Linked DNA regions of Mus musculus: all the other regions are linked to region 3. Evidence: chromatin contacts called from public Hi-C and HiChIP or PLAC-seq data. All regions are on one chromosome and are shown on one strand. Each heading gives the region's core, a stretch centred on a gene start, on an enhancer-like site or on the middle of the called end of the contact. The rest is flanking DNA. Distances are from core to core; before and after follow the strand shown.

Evidence for each region. A called contact is a pair of places that touch in the nucleus more often than the background predicts. HiChIP or PLAC-seq counts read pairs in DNA pulled down with a chosen protein or histone mark.
Region 1: a FOXA1 HiChIP or PLAC-seq map of pancreatic cancer cells shows a contact between it and region 3. The contact joins the enhancer-like site here to the promoter of Ubr2 in region 3. A contact is called at or near these places in 1 of 39 promoter capture datasets (hematopoietic stem and progenitor cells), 3 of 484 Hi-C or Micro-C datasets (CD4 T cells, group 2 innate lymphoid cells and nephron progenitors), 4 of 115 datasets of contacts at active chromatin or transcription factors (the HPC-7 cell line, the SCID.adh cell line, embryonic stem cells and 1 more) and 2 of 9 other capture datasets (adipose tissue and liver).
Region 2: a contact with region 3 is called in an H3K4me3 HiChIP or PLAC-seq map of bone marrow-derived macrophages, with 2.4 times the contacts expected there. The contact joins the enhancer-like site here to the promoter of Ubr2 in region 3. A contact is called at or near these places in 2 of 39 promoter capture datasets (both in the 3T3-L1 cell line), 3 of 115 datasets of contacts at active chromatin or transcription factors (bone marrow-derived macrophages, embryonic stem cells and extraembryonic endoderm stem cells) and 1 of 9 other capture datasets (macrophages).
Region 4: a contact with region 3 is called in a Hi-C map of CD8 T cells, with 2.9 times the contacts expected there. The contact joins the promoter of 2310039H08Rik here to the promoter of Ubr2 in region 3. A contact is called at or near these places in 4 of 39 promoter capture datasets (the SN4741 cell line, hippocampal neurons, liver and 1 more), 1 of 15 datasets of contacts at CTCF or cohesin (the NIH/3T3 cell line), 11 of 484 Hi-C or Micro-C datasets (CD4 T cells, CD8 T cells, embryonic fibroblasts and 8 more), 9 of 115 datasets of contacts at active chromatin or transcription factors (the 230-238 cell line, the SCID.adh cell line, effector CD8 T cells and 4 more) and 3 of 9 other capture datasets (adipose tissue, liver and pancreatic islet).

What each region holds. Positions count from the first base shown.
Region 1 is chr17:46,873,023-46,875,722 of GRCm38.p6, forward strand. It overlaps a transcript of Bicral not described here. Among named protein-coding and RNA genes, the nearest start is that of Tbcc, 16 kb to the right of the region's middle. Within about 2 kb of position 1,344, at least 116 of the 459 cell types and tissues checked have an H3K27ac peak or open chromatin away from gene starts, as enhancers often do. A contact at or near this core is called in the HPC-7 cell line, adipose tissue, liver and 1 more, where this site is marked.
Region 2 is chr17:47,212,932-47,215,631 of GRCm38.p6, forward strand. It overlaps a transcript of Trerf1 not described here. Among named protein-coding and RNA genes, the nearest start is that of Trerf1, 16 kb to the right of the region's middle. Within about 2 kb of position 1,335, at least 45 of the 459 cell types and tissues checked have an H3K27ac peak or open chromatin away from gene starts, as enhancers often do. A contact at or near this core is called in bone marrow-derived macrophages and macrophages, where this site is marked.
Region 3 is chr17:47,009,182-47,011,881 of GRCm38.p6, forward strand. Ubr2 (ubiquitin protein ligase E3 component n-recognin 2) reads right to left here and starts at 1,351. Exons shown (of 47, transcript NM_146078.3): 1 at 961-1,351. The coding sequence starts at 1,038.
Region 4 is chr17:46,771,305-46,774,004 of GRCm38.p6, forward strand. 2310039H08Rik (RIKEN cDNA 2310039H08 gene) reads left to right here and starts at 1,331. Exons shown (of 1, transcript NM_025966.3): 1 at 1,331-2,103. The coding sequence starts at 1,509. The coding sequence ends at 1,853. It overlaps Rpl7l1 (ribosomal protein L7-like 1), which reads right to left. Exons shown (of 7, transcript NM_025433.3): 7 at 2,603-2,700.

The DNA of each region.
Region 1 (2,700 bases), core at 94-2,593, 140 kb before region 3:
AGAGGCAGATTTCCACTGAGTGAGGAAGAGGGGGGAAGAGATTGCCCAGTGATAGTCTAGGCTCTGAGGCCCGCCTGCTTTACATTCGTGCATCCGACCTGCACTTCGTAGCATTTATTTTTATCTCATGAGCATTTGGCTTGCATATATATAGGGATGTGTACTGCGTAGAAGCCTAGCACTGGAGGAGGCTAGAAGAGTGTCAGATCCCCTGGAACTGGAGTTACAGCGCACTGTGAGCCACCATGTGGGTGCTGGGAACTGACCCAGTCCTCCACAAGAGAAGCCAGTGCTCTTAACTGCTGAGCCGTCTCTCATGCCTTGCATTACTTTTTAAAGTTATTTTTTTACTCTTCAATGAAGATAGGGTCTCACTATATAGCCCAGGCTGGTCTTGAACATGTGGCAAGTCCTCCTGCCTCCACTTCCCAAGTGCTGCAATTACAGGCTCAAACTACCACACACAGCAAATTCCAGTTTTGATAATGGAAGCTTGCCCGACAGCCTCTCTCCAGTGCAGGTCAAAGGAATAGGCTCCTGCTGTGGTAAGCCAGTCTCTGCCGGACAGGAGACCAGCTTTATTTGTAGGACTGTGCAGAAACCCCGTGGATTGGGTAAAAAGCTCTTCTGGACCATGCTACTCCTTTTGCACCTTAAATCCTCGCTCTGAGCCAGCCTTTGGTTGGTATCAGCACTGGCTACAGACATTGGGTAAGTATATGCCTATTTTACAAGTTCAGACTGGCCAGGCATGGGGGCACAAGCCTTTGATCCCAGTGCTGGAAGTTCGAGGCCAGCCTGGTCCACAAAGTGAGTTCCAGTACACCTAGGACTATTACAGGGAGAACTCCTCTCTCGTAAAACCAAACAAACAAACAAAATACAAAACAGATTCACACTTTGGTCTTGGAGCACAGATCATTCTCAGGTGATCTCCATTTCATTTCCATTGACCTCTGTTTGGCCCCATTGTTTTTTCCAGGGAACCATGGCAACAGCCTTTCTCAGGCACTGCCGACCCCCCCACTCCCCCCACCCCCAGCTCCAACTCTTTCTCTTCACCTTCCCATCCCGAACCCACCCAAATGCCAGGAACTCTGATGTTCCAGAAACTCCTGGATGCCCACAGGATTCTAGGAAGCAGAGCCTGGCCAGTTCTGTCCCTGTCCCCGTCTCTCGTGACATTCACTTCCTCTGGCGGCTCCCCTGCCTGCCCTTTCCCCTTGCTTCTCTCTTCTTTGTACTTCCAAACAACTTCCTTTTCCTTGATAACACACACCACCTCGAGTGACTCATAATTAGTCATGTCTATCCCTGGACTCCCAGCCTCCAGGAGACGAGGACCAGGCTTTGTCTATTTTTATCCCTTCCCATCTCCCCCGGGGCCAGCTGTGGCATCCTGCGTCAGTACGCTAAGCCACCATTTCTTGACGCTAGGTTCTGTCAAGGCACCTGGCTGGTGCTGGAGGTAGCGGATGCTCTACAAAGGCTGGTGACTGGTCCTCATTAACAGGGCGTCACTCACAAAGTGTTCTCTAGACTTAGGATGTTCAGACAAAGATGTCCTCCCCTGCATGGGTGTGTGCAACTGAGGAAGCACTTAGGCTCATGGGTGGCAGTCTGAGAGAAGCAATGAATGAATCTCTCAACATTACTGTTTTTACCCCTCCCCCAAAAAACGGCGGCAAGGGGAGCACAATGGTTAGGGGGAGAGATGATTGCTCACCAGGCCTACACCAGGCTTGAGTTTGATCCCTGGGACCTACAAGGTGGGAGACAACCTGAGACTTCCACAGTAGTCCTCAGACTTCCACATGCTTGCTCCGATGGTTAAACCCCCACACATACAGCAAATAGATACATAAATGACTGTTTTTAATTGAGTCACGTCTTAGTCTTATATTATCCCAACTAGCATGCTTCTCCTTGTTCCCTCCTCGTATAACTGCTTTAAACACAAATAAAATAAAAACAAACAACAAAAATAGGGGGTCTCACTCTGTAAGCTCAGGCTGGTCTCCAACTCTTTTTTTTTGTTTTTGTTTTCTTTTGTTTTTTGAGACAGGGCTTCTCTGTGTAGCCATGGCTGTCCTGGAACTCACTCTGTAGACCAGGCTAACCTAGAACTCTAAAATCTGCCTGCCTCCGCCTCCCAAGTGCTGGGACTAAAGGCATGCGCCACCACTGCCCAGCTGTAATCCTCCTGCCTCAGCCTCCAAAATACTGGGATTTCAAGTGTGAGCCACCACCTGGCCTAATTGTGGGAAAAGAGAACTCTGAGCGTTCCTCCTCAGGGTCCATGTACCTCGGGTGGGTTTTATTTTGTAACTATACAGGTGTGTGTGAACTTGCTTGAGTGTGTGTGTTTGTATGCATGGATGCCCCAATTGTGTAAGTACTCACAGGTGTGTAGAGGCTAGAGGACACTCTCATGTGTTCTTTCTCATTGGCTCTCTACCTTGCTCTTTAAGATGGGACTTCCCAGAGGCAGGGACTCTGCAGTAGGCTAGGCCAGTCGGCCAGCAAGGTCTAGTCGTGCCTTCCCAGTGCTGGGATTATAAATGTGGATTATAAATATTGGTTCTAAAAAGCAAGCTCACGTCTTCATGCTTGCAATAGCAAACACTCTACTGACTTAGCTCTCCTACTCCAACAGACACTTACAAATAAATAAATGTGATAAAAATTTTAAAACATGAG
Region 2 (2,700 bases), core at 85-2,584, 200 kb after region 3:
AGGATGGCAGGGCCTTGTACCTGGGTGGGGTGGTTCCAACTAAGTGTTTCACTCTGCCCTGTTTAAAGAAACTGTTTAAAGAAACTGCTCAAAACAGAGAAGGCTGTGGGGAGCAGGAAGTGGGGAAGACAAACCCCATCTTCAGGATGCTTCTAGGCCAAAAGAGGGGCAAGACCCCTGCTGCAGGGACCCACTTCTGTCTTGGGGAGCGCCCCATTGGAGTGGAAGACAAAGTTCTCCTGAGAGAGACTCAGTCTGATGGCTAAGGCCTAGGGAGAGACACCTGATGCTCTCGAAGTCTGATGGATCCATATTCACAGGGACTCCCAGGCTGACGGGGGAAACAGACCTTGTTCCTGCAACTGGATGGAAGAGTGTGGAGCCTTCCTTCTTTTCAACGCCACCCGATGATGGATGATCCAAGACAGGGCCCTCAAGGGAGCAGGCAGGAAGAGCAAGGTGTGCTGAAGCACGCCACCTTGGATCCCAGCACCTTGGGGGCAGTGGCAGGCAGATCTCTATGAGTTCAAGGCTAGCATGTCTGCAGAGTGAGTTCCAGTTCACCATATAGCTGAGACCCTGTCTTGAAAAAGACTAAATACAGAAGAAAAGGAAAGGAAAGGAAAGGAAAGGAAAGGAAAGGAAAGGAAAGGAAAGGAAAGGAAAGGAAAGGAAAGGAAAGGAAAGGAAAGTTAAAGCAGCCATTGAGGGGTGCAGGCTCTGAGCACCTCGATGACTTGGCTTCTGTAGGCCGCACTCCATCATGACGTGTGTGAAATCTGTGCTCTCTTTAATGGTATGACTTCAGAATCATAAAAATACTTAAACAGTGTTTGTTGTGTGCATGCATGTGCACGTGTGCGTGCATGCGTGTGTGCATGCATGCATGTGCGTGTGTGCGTGTGTGTGTGTGTGTGTGTGTGTGTGTGTGTGTGTGTGTGTGTGCGTGTGTGTAGGTGAGAAAACAACACACAGGAGTCAGGAACCAATTGTAGAGGTCGGGCCATCAGACATGGCGGCGAGCTGAGCCACCTTACCGGCCCTGCTGTTGGTCATGTTTCGCATCTATAACTGAGGGCCGAGGCCGATTCTTTGGCTGGACTCTTCATGCTGAGAGCTATGAGAAGATGGTTTGCAGTTGGGTAAGAGTCAGGGGCTTCAGAAATGTGGCTGCGGTTCCCTGGCCTTTTTCTGTATCAGAGGCAGACAGATCCTTTAGGGCTCTCACTGTCGAGGTCAGAATGTACGAATCTTGTAGGAAGGACCTTAGACACCACCCAGCCTGATGTTCCCATTTCACTCTGGGGATTCAGAGAAGGGGAAGGTTTTTCTCAGTAACGCTGAGAGGCCGTGCTGAGCTCAAGGCCTGGCTCCCAAACCTGGTTCCCCTTATTGCTCAGCACAGGCTGAGCCTGGTGATATCAGTGGTCGGGGAGGCTGTGTGGCAGGCTATGCCGAGTCACTCCCCTGCACGATCTATGCCTGGAATAAAGGCTAAACACTGCTGTAACTTCAGGACCCACCGACTCTGGCTCCCACCTCCTCCCCATCATCCCCTGCATCATAATCAGAAATTGCCCTCACTCAGACTACACTAGAGCTTGACATTCCTGCCTCAGGACCTTTGCCCTTGCTTTTCTTTTTGCCTGGAGTATTCCCTCACCCTACCCCACCTCAGATGTCCCATGTGTCCTTTGGGGGGGTGGTTCTAGACAGGGTTTCTCTGTGTAGCCCTGGCTGTCCTGGAACTCACTCTGTAGACCAGGCTGGCCTCGAACTCAGAAATCTGCCTGCCTCTGCCTCCCGAGTGTTGGGATTTAAGGCGTGCGCCACCACGCCCGGCACCCACACGTCCCTTTGAGACTCCTTCCTTGACCCTCCAGGACTAAGTCCGTTTCTTCTGAATCATTCTCTGCCCCTCCACCCCGTGCTGTCTTCTCCAGCGTGTGTATAACCACACAGCTTGCTGTATATTTATTTATCCAGTATGTCTCCTTGTAAATCAGAAACACCGAAGTGTGTTCTCACGGCTACATGTCCCGCATCCAGATCATTCGTGACACACAATAGATGCTCTGTTCTTAATTGTTCAAAGGAAAAGGAGAAGAAGAGAGGGAGGTAGGGAGAAAGAGAAGGAAGGGAGGAAGGGAGGAAGGAAAGAAGTAAGAATAATCACACATTGAACTGCAAGGAGCCCAGGCATTGGTAGACCACTTTCCTAGCATGCTCCGAAGCCCCGGGTTTGATCCTTAGCATTACAGAAGCTAGGTGTAGCTCAGTCTGTAATTCCAGAGCTCTGGCTCTTATCTTTCTGGTGGGGTGGAGTGGGAACGTTCCCTGTCTGATCTTAGCTCTGTCCACTTGTATGGGCTTCACCTGTAAGTGAAAAACTAGGGCTGAATCACTCAGAAGAGTCAGTGTTGGGGCTGGAGAGATGACTCAGCTGTTAAGGGCACTGACTGTTCTTCCAAAGGATGTAGGTTCAATCCTTAGTACCCACATGACCAGTTACAACTGTCTGTCCCTCAATTCCAGGAGATCTGAACCCTTTGTGCCCTTCTGGGGCACACACATAAATGCATACCAAATCAAATAAACAAAATTTTAAGAAAGAAAGAAAGAAAGAAAGAAAGAAAGAAAGAAAGGAAGGAAGGAAGGAAGGAAGGAAGGAAGGAAGGAAGGAAGGAAGGATGAGGCAGT
Region 3 (2,700 bases), core at 101-2,600:
TGGAGGCCTCTGAGACTAGGCTCCCAATTGTCTGAGCTATTTACAGTCACCGTGGACAATCTGTTCTGATAGGTGTCCCCTGCCCTCACTGGCAAAAGATGACGCTGAGTTTGTTGAAAGTTGTTGTCTTTGTAACTTTGCTACTTGTATCGGCGCTTGTTGATACTACATTTTAAGTCTTTACTGTGTCTGAATGGCTTAAGTTTAGGGCCTAAGGGTTCCTGATAGGCTGTGATCAACGCTATCATTAATGAGCTTGCATCTGTTCACCAAAGCTGCTTTTTCAAAGTTATATAACGTTTGTTCTCCGTCCAACTTTTCCCAACTCCTAGAAAAATTATGTATTTTTTTTTTTAAATCTGCCAGCCTCCATGCTTAGCAAACGTGTCGAGGCACCACTACATTACACACAGGCACCAAGGTTACCATCTAACGAAATAAACAAGTGCAAAACAACTTTTTAAAAAAGCACCGAGGGGGTAATGTTGGACTGTGCTGCCTGCAGCCTGGGTAAACTCCCCTCCCCGCCCCCCAGCAACAAAGTTGGAGCTGGGAGAGGATAGAATCCTTCGGCGCAGACACTGCTCCGCTTATCCTAAGAAATGGCATCAGAAGGTAAAGTAGGGCGCTTATACGACAACGTTAGGAAGCCGCTCGCTCCCATCTTCCAACAGCCAGCATATAGGGCAAAAACCCAAGTGTTGTAGACTTAATGGAGAGTGAAGCTAATTAGGGATAATGAAAGCTCTGTAGTAAGAGTCGCCGCGTATAAGGAGGATCTGAGCACCGAAGGCGCGGAGCAGGCTCGATGGCCTCCTGGGTCCTTTTCCCCACGGGACATGGCCAGCGCCGCTGTTAGCCGAAGTCAGTGGCGGGCTCCGGGATTCCCAGGACTCTGTTCCTCCCCCGGGGCGCGGCCTACGAGGGCCGGACGTAGCCCTCCCGGGCTCCCGCACTCACCCCTGCGATCTCTTCGGCAGAACATTCCAGCAAACTGCGGTCGATGGCCTGCACCTCGGGCTCCATCTCCGACGCCATCTTCTCTCCTCCTCCTCTCCCCGGGTGCTCTCGCCGCTGTCGCCTCTCCCCGGGCCTCAGCTTCGCCTCTGCTCCCGCAGCCGCGACGGTCACCCCTGTCCTGGGGCCGTCAGTCCCGGGCCGTCCGGGCTGCCGCCGAGCCGAGATGCGCGAGGAGCAAAGCGGGACGCGAACCTGCAGCGGGGACGGCAGCCGCTTGCGCGCGCGCCCGGGCTCGGCGCCCAGAAGTCAAGTCGCCTCCTCGCCCGTGACCGGGGGAAGGACACCGAGAACCCCAGGCCTGGCACTCCGGACAGCCACTACCGCGTTCAACGCCAAGAGAGGGGCAAAAACACCCAAGCGAGGGAGCAGGGCATTCTGGGTACTGTAGTCGTCCCCTGAGCGGCCAGGGAGAGAAGCGAAGCCTCTAATAAGGAGCGGCACACGAGTATCATGGGAGTTGTAGTCCATCCCCTGGCGGAAGCCTGGAAAAAGACAATTTAGAATCCGTGAGAGGGGCTTGACACCAGAAGAACGAAATAACGTTTGAGATCTCGTCTTAGTCTCTTAGTCCTATTTATTCTTGTCATTTTTTTTTTATCTCCCCAGCACCAAGAATAATCATTCCTGGCGCGATAGACACACAGCTGTCTGTCAAAAGTCTGGTATCTGATAAACCCTCAATTGTCAAAAGAATGAATGAATCGCGCGTTCTATCCCGGAGGTTCTAATGCCTTGTCATCCTGGCACTAGTCACCGAGGTGTATTTAGTACCGAGATTTTGAAAAGTTTTAAGGTACAATTGCAAGACATTTAATTTATGACCATTGATTGATATATATCCTTTTCTTTCCTTAAGTCTTGTTGCATCAGAAAAGGCGTCCAACGAATCAACTTAAAGACCAACTCTCAGAGTCAGACAACCCTGGAAGCACGCGCTTACTTCCGCGTCCAGCCTGCCTACTCCTGCGGCTGCGCGGAGGGAGAGCCAGGGCTAGAGCTGCGACTGCCATTGTTTTTTGCAGTTTCTCAAAAGGTCAAGGAAAAAAAAAAAAAAAAAAAAAAAAAAAAGACTTTAAGGTTCAATGGCAGGCCACAAAGCAACAGAAGAAATACTGGATATTTTTTTTTTTTTAGCTGCATTGCTTTAAGACTATACTGACAGAAGCAGATCTAAAAGCAGACCGATTGGAGGCTTATATACACTGACTGTAATTTGTGACATGTATTTGAATATCTTTTAAATTATCTTCGTGGAGAAGATTAGGCTCTCACAGATGACCAGACAAACCCTAATTGCCCTGTAGGAAGAGGCTGGTATCTTGTACTGGAGTTGTTAGGGTTAGACCTTGGAACCTGCGGCTCTAACAAGCTAGGCTCAAGCATATATCCTCAATATAACAATTAAAGAGATAAGCAATAATGAAGAGACAGAGAAAGGAGACTTATTCGATATAGCCACATTGGGGAGAGGGACAAAAAGGTCCAGTGACCATCTGCCCACCCTCAAGTTCACTACCTTTCAGAGTCCTGACATGAGGTTTAGTTTTAAAGAAAGGGCAGCCCTGGTCAAGGTGTGGTCCTAGTCCATCGCTGGTCCATCATTATCTTGACTCCAGTCTCTCTTGCAAGTTGTAGAAACTGTAAGACACCTCTTTCTGGGAGGCAAGCTCAAGCTCTGGT
Region 4 (2,700 bases), core at 81-2,580, 240 kb before region 3:
GGGCAGTAGTGGCACCCGCCTTTAATTCCAGCACTTGGGAGGCAGAGGCAGGTGGATTTCTGAGTTCGAGGCCAGCCTGGTCTACAGAGTGAGTTCCAGGACAGCCAGGGCTACACAGAGAAACCCTGTCTTGAAAAACAAAACAGAAAAGGAAAGGAAAGGAAAGGAAAGGAAAGGAAAGGAAAGGAAAGGAAAGGAAAGGAAAGGAAGCCCTAAGAGGTTCAGCATTACATGAGGAAAAGTGTGCCAGAGGGGCTGCAGACAGAGCTCTCAGTTAGTAGAGTGCTTGGCTAATACATATAAACTCCTGTGCTCCATTCCCGGCACCATACAATACAATTCAATTCCCAGCACATACTGGACATGGACCCCTGTAATCCCAGCACTGCGGAGGTGGAGGGCCAGGAGTTCAAAGCCGCGGTTGGGAATGGTCAGCAGTTAGTGCCTGCCGTGCAGGTGTGAGGGTCAGAATTTGAATGCCCACAAACCCAGATAAATGCCAGCTGGATGCGGCGGTCTGCCTACTTCTGCCCTTCGAAGGCAAGGATCCGAAGTCAGACGCGTGCATACGCGCGCGCACGCACACACACACAGACTATATTGTGAGTTCAAGTTCAAGGTCAGCTTTGGCTACAGGAGACCTTGAAAACATGAGAACGGGGATAAAAATTCAATAGCCCTACCTGCTGAGCCATCTTACCCACTTTTTGGGTTTCATGGGGTTGTTTCCGGTGAAGGGTAAACATGCTGTGTGCTTTTAACATTATGCAAAGTATGCTTTACTTACTGATTTCTTGATCTGTGCCAGATCAAGCTGTTTATTATATACTTACATGTTTCAGTGTGTAACTCGGCTGGCTCTATGGCCCGAGCATATGGTGTTACAAGCATGAGCCACTGCATCCTGTCAGGATAGCTTTGATACAGAAATCTGAACAGCATTGGGAGGTGTAGCGCAGCAGACATTGGGAGATGACGAATCCTTGGCTCAAACCAAAATTGACTACAAATCCCAAACAACACATAACCCAAACCCAAACAACAACAACAAAAACCAGGGATTTGATCCTTAGTACCACAATTAACAAATGTGACGAGCGCTTGCTTGCTTGCTTGGAAAAGCATACAGAATCACGCTCTGGACTGTAGCGCGAGACTCAAACTACCAAGACGACCCTCCCGGCCCTGAGCGCGCAGCCTGCGTCCGCATCTACACGTGCCAAAGGGAAGTGCTTTTGTACAGCCACGCCTCCTCACACTTGTCTCACTGGGTGCAAAAACTTCACTTTTTGGCTCGTTCCCCCACCCCACCCCGCCCGCTCCTCACCCACCGCAGCACATCTCATGTTGTGGAATGAGAGCTGGAGGTTAACCCAGGCTGCAGCTTCTGCACAAATAGCCCGGGTCTTGGAAGGTCTACCCTGGGCTAAGTTACTAAGCTCCCCTCTACTTTTCACGAAGTGGTTGCTCCCACTCCACCCGGAAGTGCTTACAGCCGGATCCGGGGGATGAGCTGGTGGCAGGACATGGACCAGCGTGGCGGTGTCTCCAGTCCGAGCGGTGCACTGGCGTCTGCCGAGCCAGCTCCTGCCTCGGTGACCCTGGCGGAGCTCCTGCACCTGGTACAGAAGGGCCAGGAGGTCCCGGGCCTGGAGAAACGCCACATCACTGCGACCCACGGTGAACCCACCGCGTCTCTGCTCCCTCGGAGGCCCAAGCCCTGGGAAGATGCGGGCTCGGCCGCCTCACCCTGCACCATCGCCCTAGACACGAGGACGCAGCCTCCGACCATCGAGGAGCGATCCCGGGGCAGTCCAGCCGCCCAACTCGACGGAGGCCCAAGGGTTTCCTGATGCTCGAGGTGTTTCCCGAGGGCATGACTGGGTCCTACACAAACTTGAGTCTGGACACTTGCCACCTGTGGGACTCAATGTTGCCTAGTAATTTTGTTTTTGGATGCCAAATTTCAACTTCATACTGTGTCCTAGTCCATTTGTGTAACGGAAATAAGTTTCCCTTGTCACTGTAGGACAGCACAACCTCCTGGACCCGCTTGTTCTGATGATACCGATAAACCGATATCCAAAAGGCATTTCTAACTTGGCAGTCGTTTGGGTTTGATGAAAAGGTTCCTTCCCAGAGTGATACATAGAAACCCTGGTTCTTGGAGTTGGGGGACTGGAGAGAGGGCTCGGTGCTCTTCCAGAGGATCAAGGTTCAATTTCCAGCAAACATGGTGACTCACATTTTAATGGGATCTGACGCCCTCTTCTGTTGTCAGTGTGCTTGGCCACATAACTAAATCTTAAAAAACCCTGACTCTTGGGAGCAACTAAGGTAGTGCGAGCAGAGGCAGTTTGGTAGTTGGTACCCCCATAGGAGTTGGCTTTCTCCTCCCACCATGCACCAGACCCCCCCCCCCCCCCCCCCCCCCCCGGTTAAGCTCTGGCTTGGCAGCAGGTGCCTTACCCAGATTCATCTCCAAGGCTGAAACTAGTAGTTGGGAATTAAGCCCTGGGTTTCTGAGGGAGCATTCTTTCCTCCCCGCAGGACTTGTGAAACGGTGCCAGATGCCCAGGGGACTGGGCGAACGGCTCTTTTTAAAGATTTATTTATTTTATGTAAGTACACTGTAGCTGTCTTCAGATACACCAGAAGAGGGCGTCAGATCTCATTACAGATGGTTGTGAGCCACCATGT